Linked DNA regions of Sus scrofa: region 2 is linked to region 1. The links are chromatin contacts, called in public Hi-C maps. All regions are on one chromosome and are shown on one strand. The core of a region is the stretch at or near the end of the contact, and the rest is flanking DNA. Distances in the headings are between cores, read along the strand shown.

The links. Hi-C and Micro-C count contacts between places; a contact is called where the count stands out from the background.
Region 2: a Hi-C map of alveolar macrophages shows a contact between it and region 1, with 5 times the contacts expected there. The contact joins the enhancer-like site here to the promoter of LOC100736974 in region 1. A contact is called at or near these places in 3 of 5 promoter capture datasets (fetal liver, liver and skeletal muscle), 33 of 47 Hi-C or Micro-C datasets (adipocytes, alveolar macrophages, blood and 18 more) and 2 of 2 datasets of contacts at active chromatin or transcription factors (alveolar macrophages and skeletal muscle).

What each region holds. Positions count from the first base shown.
Region 1 is chr2:143,050,750-143,055,268 of Sscrofa11.1, forward strand. LOC100736974 (protocadherin gamma-B7) reads left to right here and starts at 2,112. Exons shown (of 5, transcript XM_021084917.1): 1 at 2,112-4,519. The coding sequence starts at 4,157.
Region 2 is chr2:143,208,559-143,213,077 of Sscrofa11.1, forward strand. The region is part of intron 17 of DIAPH1 (diaphanous related formin 1); the gene reads right to left. Among named protein-coding and RNA genes, the nearest start is that of DIAPH1, 60 kb to the right of the region's middle. Within about 2 kb of position 2,618, at least 68 of the 83 cell types and tissues checked have an H3K27ac peak or open chromatin away from gene starts, as enhancers often do. A contact at or near this core is called in alveolar macrophages, brain, fetal liver and 9 more, where this site is marked.

The sequences.
Region 1 (4,519 bases), core at 862-3,361:
TTCTTGTGGAAGATAGGGTGAAACTCTTCGGAGTAGAAATAGAAGTAATTGATATCAACGATAATGCACCAAAATTCCAAGCAGAAAATCTAGATGTAAAAATTAATGAAAACGTCGCTCCAGGAATGCGTTTCCCTCTCCCGGAAGCTGCTGATCCGGATGTGGGCGTGAACTCCCTACAGAGCTACCAGCTCAGCTCCAATAAACACTTCTCCCTGGCAGTTCAGAGCCGTGCCAGTGGCGTTAAGTACCCGGAGCTGGTGCTGGAGCGCGCCTTGGATCGCGAGGAAGAGGCAGTGCACCATCTGGTCCTCACCGCCCTGGACGGGGGTGACCCTCTCCGATCTGGCACAGTCCTCATCAGTGTGACTGTCTTCGATGCAAACGACAATGCGCCGGTCTTCAGTTTGTCCGAATACCGGGTGAATGTTCTGGAGAACTTGCCTGTGGGTGCACAGTTGTTGACAGTCACTGCCACTGACAGGGATGAAGGTGCCAATGGAGAAGTGACGTATTCATTCCGAAAACTACCTGACACACAATTGTTGAAATTCCAGCTAAACAAAAATACTGGGGAGATAAAACTATCAGAAAATCTGGATTATGAAGAAACAAGTTTCTATGAAATCGAAATACAAGCAGAAGATGGAGGAGCCTATCTTGCAACAGCGAAAGTGTTGATTACAGTAGAAGATGTAAATGACAACAGTCCGGAGGTGACCATCACATCTCTGTTTAGTCCCTTGGTGGAAGACTCACCTCTGGGGAGTGTTATAGCCCTTTTAAACGTGCATGATCTGGACTCCGGGCAAAATGGACAGGTCACCTGTTCCATATCAGGTGATCTACCATTTAAGTTAGAAAAATCCATCGACAGTTATTACCGATTGGTGACACACAAAGCCCTTGACAGGGAACAGGTATCTTCTTACAACATCACAGTAACAGCCACAGACGGAGGAAGTCCACCCCTATCAACAGAAACTCACTTCACCCTGCAAGTGGCCGATATCAATGACAATCCACCCACCTTCTCTCACATCTCCTACTTTACCTACATCCCAGAGAACAACCCCAGAGGCGCCTCCATCTTCTCGGTGACTGCACTGGACCCAGACAGTGAAGAAAATGCTCGGGTTATTTATTCCCTGGTTGAAGACACCATCCAGGGGGCACCTCTGTCCTCCTACATCTCCATCAACTCTGACACAGGCGTCCTGTATGCACTGCGATCTTTCGACTATGAGCAGTTTCGGACTTGCAGTTGCAGGTGACAGCCACTGATAGTGGGAACCCACCGCTCAGCAGCAATGTGTCTCTGAGCATATTCGTGCTGGACCAGAATGACAATGCACCTGAAATCCTGTACCCCACCCTCCCCATGGATGGTTCCACAGGCGTGGAGCTGGCACCCCGCTCCGCAGAGCCCGGCTACCTGGTGACCAAGGTGGTGGCGGTGGACAGAGACTCGGGCCAGAACGCCTGGCTGTCCTACCGCCTGCTCAAGGCCAGCGAGCCCGGGCTCTTCGCGGTGGGGCTGCACACGGGCGAGGTGCGCACAGCGCGGGCCCTGCTGGACAGAGACGCCCTCAAGCAGAGCCTGGTGGTGGCGGTCCAGGACCACGGCCAGCCCCTCTCTCGGCCACTGTCACGCTCACCGTGGCTGTGGCAGACAGCATCCCCGACGTCCTGGCTGACCTGGATAGCCTCGAATCTCCTGCCAGCCCCGATAACTCAGGCCTGACACTGTACTTGGTGGTAGCGGTGGCGGCGGTCTCCTGTGTCTTCCTGGCCTTTGTCATCGTGCTGCTGGCGCTCAGGCTGAGGCGCTGGCAGCTGTCGCGTGTGCTGCAGGCGTCAGGAGGCGGACTGGGTGGCGTGCCCGCGTCCCACTTCGTGGGCGTGGACGGGGTGCGGGCTTTCCTGCAGACCTATTCGCACGAGGTGTCGCTCACCGCGGACTCGCGGGGGAGCCACGTGATCTTCCCGCAGCCCAACTATGCGGACACGCTCATCAGCCAGGAGAGCTGCGGGAAAAAGGATCCTCTGTCTTTGTCAGATGATTCGAAGTTTCCTATAGAAGATACCCCTTTGGTGCCAGTGAGTTCTGTTTTTACTCCTTTTTGCTCCTTTAAAAATTATGATTGGTTTTACTTTTAGGTTTGCAGCATGATGGTGGAAACTTAATTTTTTCACGTTTCTCTCCATTTCAATGACATTTGCTTCTTGCTAAAACATTGAATAGTAGAACTTGATGATTATTAAGGCTGATGTGGTTTTACTTTCTGGTTAATAGTCACCTAATCCGGTGAAGGTCTATTGTCATAGGCTGTTTTGAGTAACTCACAGAGTCTTGTATTTTGTAGTTTTGTTGAGTAGAATACTGACAATTCCTAAGAGAAGATTTCTATACAGAAGTGTCTTGTCAATTGTGTGCTCTCCTGTTGGCTACATGCTGAAATCCTAGCCCCTTAGACAACCCTGTCTCTTGCTTTGAAGACAGGTCTGGTAAAAATATGTAAATGTCAGAAACAAGTGCATTAGCCTCACTGGAAATACTATCCATTTTCGTTAATATTCTATTAGCAATTGATAACGTGTGCTTGAAATTTTCCAAAATCATACGTGCTAACACTACAGCACCCATTTTGCCTGTGATTCTATTTTCAGACCGTTTTGTGGAAGAGCTACCATTTTAATTTTACTTTACTTGATCAATAGGGATTCTAGAGAGCTTGTAGAAGGTTACATTAAGCAAATTTGGGTTTCTTCTATCCCTGTACTTTTTGTTAAATTCTCCAACCTCTAAGGCTGAAAAAATGTATGCAGTTGTGAAGTGATAGACTTGTACATGTTTAAGGATATGTGTCAAAGGCATTTCAGAGACTCCTTATAGAGAGAAAAGAAGATCCACTTGAAACTCTGAAATTTAGCGTCAAAGTAAAGTTAAAGCCAAGAAAGAAATGTCATGTCTGCATGGGATCTGACTGCCCATGAGATATACACAGAATTCTAGAGACATCAGTTGAGGTACTCGTGAACCATTTAGTTAGTGAAATGGCGATGTGTTTGGTTTGAGCTCTTTTAACTTATTACTGATCTTCTAAGCTAATATGGTAGCATAAAGTCAAACAGTGTCCTCATATATTTCAAAATATTTATAAGACCATGACTCTTTTTTCATGTCCTTCAACATTTGTTCAAGCAAACATCTATAGAAAGAGAACATAGTTATCATCTCTAGGTCGTAGTTTACAACTGTCATTTTAAATATCTGTCCATGAGAGTCAAAATTATGCATCTCTTTCAAGTAGTTCCATTATTTTGAAAAATATAGATTAAAAACCTCCTCTTTTGGCATGGTAGCTATTGTAAGCAAATATTTTAAAATATAGTTATGTAAAAGTATACAGGACACTTTGGATGATTGTAATGAATAGGACAATGGTTGTATTCTAGTTCCTAAGTATGGGGGGATGGATGAATACTTTCTCGTCAAATATAAGTCTGGGTTGAAGACCAAAAAAAGTGTTTTGCTTATCTTTAGTACTTTCCTTTGTGGATAATTACTCGTAAAAGGAATAACAGTGGTTGCCTCTGGATGGCAGAGCTGGATAGTAGCAGGCGATGGAATAGGTGACCCACTTTGCCCTCTACATTCTTTTTGTCTTTTTGATTTTGAAATATTTCTACCTATTCAAAATCTAAATCTTAACATATAAAAATATGTGATAGTTTTGATCATGTGAAAATATTCATGATGAACACGGAATCACAGAGGAATAAGATTCAGATATTTTAGCTGCTATCACCTTGCGTTTAAAGGAAAAGATTTCCTGACCTAGAGGAAAACCTAAGCTGTGGTTCCACACGGAGCCTCTGGGCGCCGCTGTCGGCCAGTGCAGGACAAGCGCTGAAGCCCAGGATTCCTGAGCCTCTGGCTGAGATTTCCTGCGCAGCCACCCACACAGAGAGAAGGAAGCCCGCTCACACACCCAGGCTCCTGGCCGCGCAGGCTCTGCTCAGCACAGACGCCTTCCCAGATCCAGAACTGGCGGAGCGCTCCGCCTGTCCTTGGCGGTGAGCTCTATCGGTGCGCTAGTGTGCACTTTCTCCAACCAGAAAGACCGGGCTCCAGCGAGACCTAGAGCGCGCAATGGGAGGGAGCTGCACGCAGAGACGCCCGGCCAGCCGGCGCCAGGTACTGTTGCCCTTCCTGCTGCCTTTGTTATACCCCGCGCTCTGCGAGCAGATCCGCTACTCCATTCCCGAGGAGCTGGCCAAGGGCTCGGTGGTAGGGACCCTCGCCAAGGACCTAGGGCTCGGTGTTCGGGACGTGTCTGCTCGCAAGCTGCGACTTAGCGCGGAGAAGCTGCTTTTCAGCGTAGACGCGGAGAGCGGGGACTTGCTTGTGAAGGACCGAATAGACCGTGAGCAGATATGCAAAGAGAGAAGAAGATGTGAATTGCAGCTGGAGGCCGTGGTGGAAAATCCTTTAAATATTTTTGATATCGTGGTG
Region 2 (4,519 bases), core at 1,368-3,867, 160 kb after region 1:
CAACTAAGCGCCTAAGGATGGCAGGTGGGAGTGACTAAGTGGGAAAAAGGACTTTGGGGAAACACTGCTGAGAACAGCGTCTCTAAAGCCAGCTACACCTGAAGGGCTGAAGATTCACGCTGATCTATAAAGCACCGCCACTAATCCTTGAGGCTCACTCACTGACTCAGGACCACACACGCCTAAGCTCTGCCTGGGGCAACTGCCTCTATTCTACAGGGAACTCCCTCCAGTCTCATGCTGCAGCTCCTCGAGTAAACCGAATACTTTACGACTACAGGAGAAAGAAAAAACAGAAATATGTTGAGAAATCTGTGGATCCAAGGCACCAGTGGTTTCCACTACTTAACTGAGGCAGCACAAGCATGTGAGTCCATCCAATGTCCACAAAGCCGATGAAGGCAAGACAGACAACAAGCACGAGCCAGAATCATAACAGGAAATTAAAAAAAAAAGTGGACTCGGGTACCACCACAGTTCTCTAAAGAAGCAAGGTCTTGGGGCGCTCTTGCGGCCCAGTGGGTTAAGGAGTTAGTGGAGCCACTGCAGTGGCTTGGGCCGCTGATGGGGTTCGGGTTCAGTCCTTGGCCGGGAACTTCCACATGCTGCCAGCACAGCCCCACCCCGAAAAAGAAACAGGGTCTTTGTGGAAGAGTCCTAGAGCTCCTTAGCATATCTGAAAGATTAGAATACTTAGTAAGATCTCTAGGAAATAACAAGAAACATTCTCTGAGGATGCACAGCTATGGAATGCCCAGCCCTGTGGGGCGGACAGTAAGCCACGTCTGTGAAGGCCCACATGAAGTCTGTGAGTCTGGCAAGAGGGCCCTATCCGGTACTAACGTAAGAAGCTGCCTGGAGTTCCCGTTGTGGCGCAGCAGAAATGAATCAGACTAGGAGCTGTGAGGTTGCGGGTTCGATCCCTGGCCTCACTCGGTGGGTTGAGGATCCCGTGTTGCCATGAGCTGTGGTGTAGGTCGCAGACGCGGCTCGGATCTGGTGTTGCTGTGGCTGTGGTGTAGGCCGGCAGCTGTAGCTCTGACTGGACCGCTAGCCTGGGAACCTCCGTATGCTGCGGGTGCGGCCCTAAAAATAAAGAAGAAGAAGCTGCCGCCCACGTGGAGGCTTTCTACTTTGTATTTCTCACAGCTGTAATGTTCATGGAGGAAAAATGCAGCATCTCAAAGGCATTTGGAGGTACACACCACAGCAGGTGCGTGTGTGTGTGCGCGCGCGCGCGCGGCTAGAGAAACAGCATGCCAGTTACCCAAAGGGAATCAGATCCCCATCACTGACCTTTTGGCCAAAACAAAGAGCTGTGTGCTGAACCCCACAGACGTGGGCCGGCAGGGGTGCAGCTGTAAGGAAGGACAGAGCAAACTGGCCGAAAGGGAGAAGGAAACCTGCAAGTCAGGAATCCCAAAGAACGAGGTGCTGCGAGTCCACACAAGGGGCCAAACTGGAGTGGGAAGGGTGGCAGACACGCACCCATATTCTGAATCGGGCACTTCACAGGCATCCTACCATTCAGACAATACGGCCATTGAAGCTCCGCCGGGACGCTTCCCAGCACACCCAGGAGAGTGACTCAGCAAGGGCGTGTGGACGGAGGGCTAGAAAGACGGGCTCTGCCCTGAGCGAGTCAGCAAAAGGCTGAGACAGGTTTAGGGAGCAGGAGGGTGAAAGGGGCAGAGAAAAGGCATCGAAATGAGGCGCTGAAAGCCTTTCCTCTCCTTCGAAAAATGAAGCAGGATCTAAGTAAGGGGTTGACATACTTTTAGCTTCTTTTCATCCATGTGTCCCCTTCCATCTCCTTTTATACCTCGAGATTTCTTTGTGGAAGAAATAAATCAGGACACTGGTCCTTGGCGAAAAGCAAAGGGCACTGGCCCCGTGCCAGGACAGCCCCCGGCAGTGGGCCTATCGGGTTTTCCTGAACCTTCCTGCCTTCCTGCCATGACCTTCAGTAATGCTGGGCTCTGAGCTCAACAGATCTGGGGTCAGGTCTTGGCTTGGTATTTACTTGCTATGAGATCTCAACAGGCAAAGTTCAGGTTTACACTATACTTCATATTTGTCACAAGATGAAGATGGTACCTTTTAGGCATCATTTTCCTCCTTAGAAAGAACAGGTGATGAGCCTCTGTCACAGACATGAAACGGGTACTCTTGGATAAAATGGAATGAGACAACAAAATACCTTCATCTTTTTTTTAGGTGCTGGGAGCAGTTTTAATCCCTGCTCAGCCTCACCCCCGCCTGCCTACCTAAATATGGAGTAAACTGCGGATTTCCAAGCCATTCTCTGCAGCAAAGGATGCCAGAAATCCCCCCCCCCCCCCGTTTCATCCTGGGTACTGGGAGGGGCGGAGCGGGGTAAGAGCACCACAAACAGCACAGACGGAAAACACCCAGCCCCCCCCCCCCCCCCCCGCCCCCGCTCCGCGTCTGCAGATGCAGCTGCTGGTTTTCGTCACACTGCTGTTTTTTTCCCTTCTTTGTTCCCGAGGAGGAAGCCAGGAAAGGGTGGGGAAGGAGGGGGGAGAAGGGGTGGGGTGAGGGCGGGACGTCATCGCTGTTACAGCAAGTCACCTGACAGTCCGCTCCAATCCCTGGGCTCTGACCTCACAAACTGGAACCTGAGCCAAAATAGCTCAACTGCGCTCGCCCCGTGGCTGCAAAGTGAAATGCAGGCAGAACGGGAGCAGAGCAGCAAAGGGGGGACATAGTTCTCGGAAGGATTCCAGTTGTTTTCCTTGCAAAAAGGAAATTTAAACACAGACAGAATGACAGGCAAGGGCGTGTCCTATCCTCTCATCTAACAGATCCCAAAGAAAAAGCACTGACTTTTGCAACAGAGATGGGACTGGTGCGGGATCAGGACTACCTCTGTATCGTCCTGGGGGCACAGGTTACCCAGGCCCTTTTGCTGTGTAACTGAGGTTCTCTTACCCCAGGAGCTGAGGGAAGAACAAAAGCTTTTTAAATTGTGATCGATTTTTCAGAGGGAAGTGGCTTGGACCAATAGGGAGGGCGAGGGAAAGGATGCCGTTTCCTGCTCTGCAGAACTGGGGGTTAGCACTCTGCCTTGCGCACAAATTAATTAGGTCCGAATACTTCGAGAAAGCCCCTTTTCAAGCATCCTCGACACCAGCAAATTTCCTTCTTACCCCTTCTGTCTTTGCCATTATAAAGAGAAGATGGTCACAGCACAGAAGGGCTGAAGGAAAAGCAATCTAGCACCCTAACGAAAATCTGCTACAGTATTCCAGAATAGTCCCCTCCAGGCTTTTACGTCGGCAGTTTTTTCCGCAAAGCACAACGGCAGTGAGGGTTGCATACAACCATTTCCAGCTCTCCTCCCCTAAGACTGAATCATGAGCTTTCTTCCACGTTGCTCTGAAGGTGATGGAGAGTCTTAAGACGGGACAGGGTACGAAGTTCTCCAGCAACCATCTCCAGGACACAGACTGAGTGGGAAAAGCAAGGAAAACACGGGGTGAGGGACCCCTTCCCTTTGAAGACCACAGTCTTTTATGGGTGGTGTCCCAGCGCCAGCGGCTGACATCTGCAAGGCCCCTCAGCGGCAACGGTCAGGTCTCTCCTGCCCACACCATGTGGGCTGTAAGCTCTGCGCCAAGTGCGGGACATTCGGGGTGGGTGAGCAACCAGCTGGTCAGTCACTACACGAGGGAGTCTGCAGCGCGCGCAGGGAGAGCCAGAGGCCACGCGTGCTCTAAGACGCGGTCTGATCAAAAGGCTCCCTGCAGGGGCTGTGCCCCCAAACGAAGGCTACTTCACTACCATACAGATTGCTGTTTGATCCTAGGGTTCACTGCAAAAGTGACAACTAAACATTTTAATTTGGATTTTTTTTTTTTTAATGAGAAAGACCTCCAGGCCCTGTAGGAAAACCCCCCAGGATGTAACAGCGAGGTAAACCACAGCACAGACAGCACGTGGCCTTTCGGCAAGGGGGGGGAGAGAATCTGCGTTAGCATTTGCTAGGATTGTGTTTTCCAAAAACAGTGAGATAAATAACAATAGTGACTTCTAGAAGAGAGGGAGGGGTGGTTGGGTGGATGAATGGATGGCTGGGAATGAGACCTTGTTTTCTTATCATCTTGACTTCTAAATCACCTGTTACCTACAGAGAGAAACAGATAATAGAGAAGCAGAAAGAAAAGCCCCCGAGGAAACAGCAACATTCTGTAGTGGAGACACCCCCCCTCTGCTCCCTGAAAACTAGCCCGTCTACCCCCTCGTGTTTGGAATTGGAGCTGACCCACGCCAGCAGAGAAGCAAGTTCCGACCCAGCGACTCCCAATGAGGCCAGTGCTTTCTCCTTGAGGCCGCAGTGCTGGGCTCCAGTGTGAAGCCAAGGAGCACTGGATCATTCTTCGCAAAGCCCAGCCTTCCCCGACATTTCCCTCTCACCCCAGTCCTCTTCCAACACATCTCTGAGCCCTGCGAACTCCAGGTCTCATGGGGAGAGAACAACCAGCCGGGTCTCCAGCCT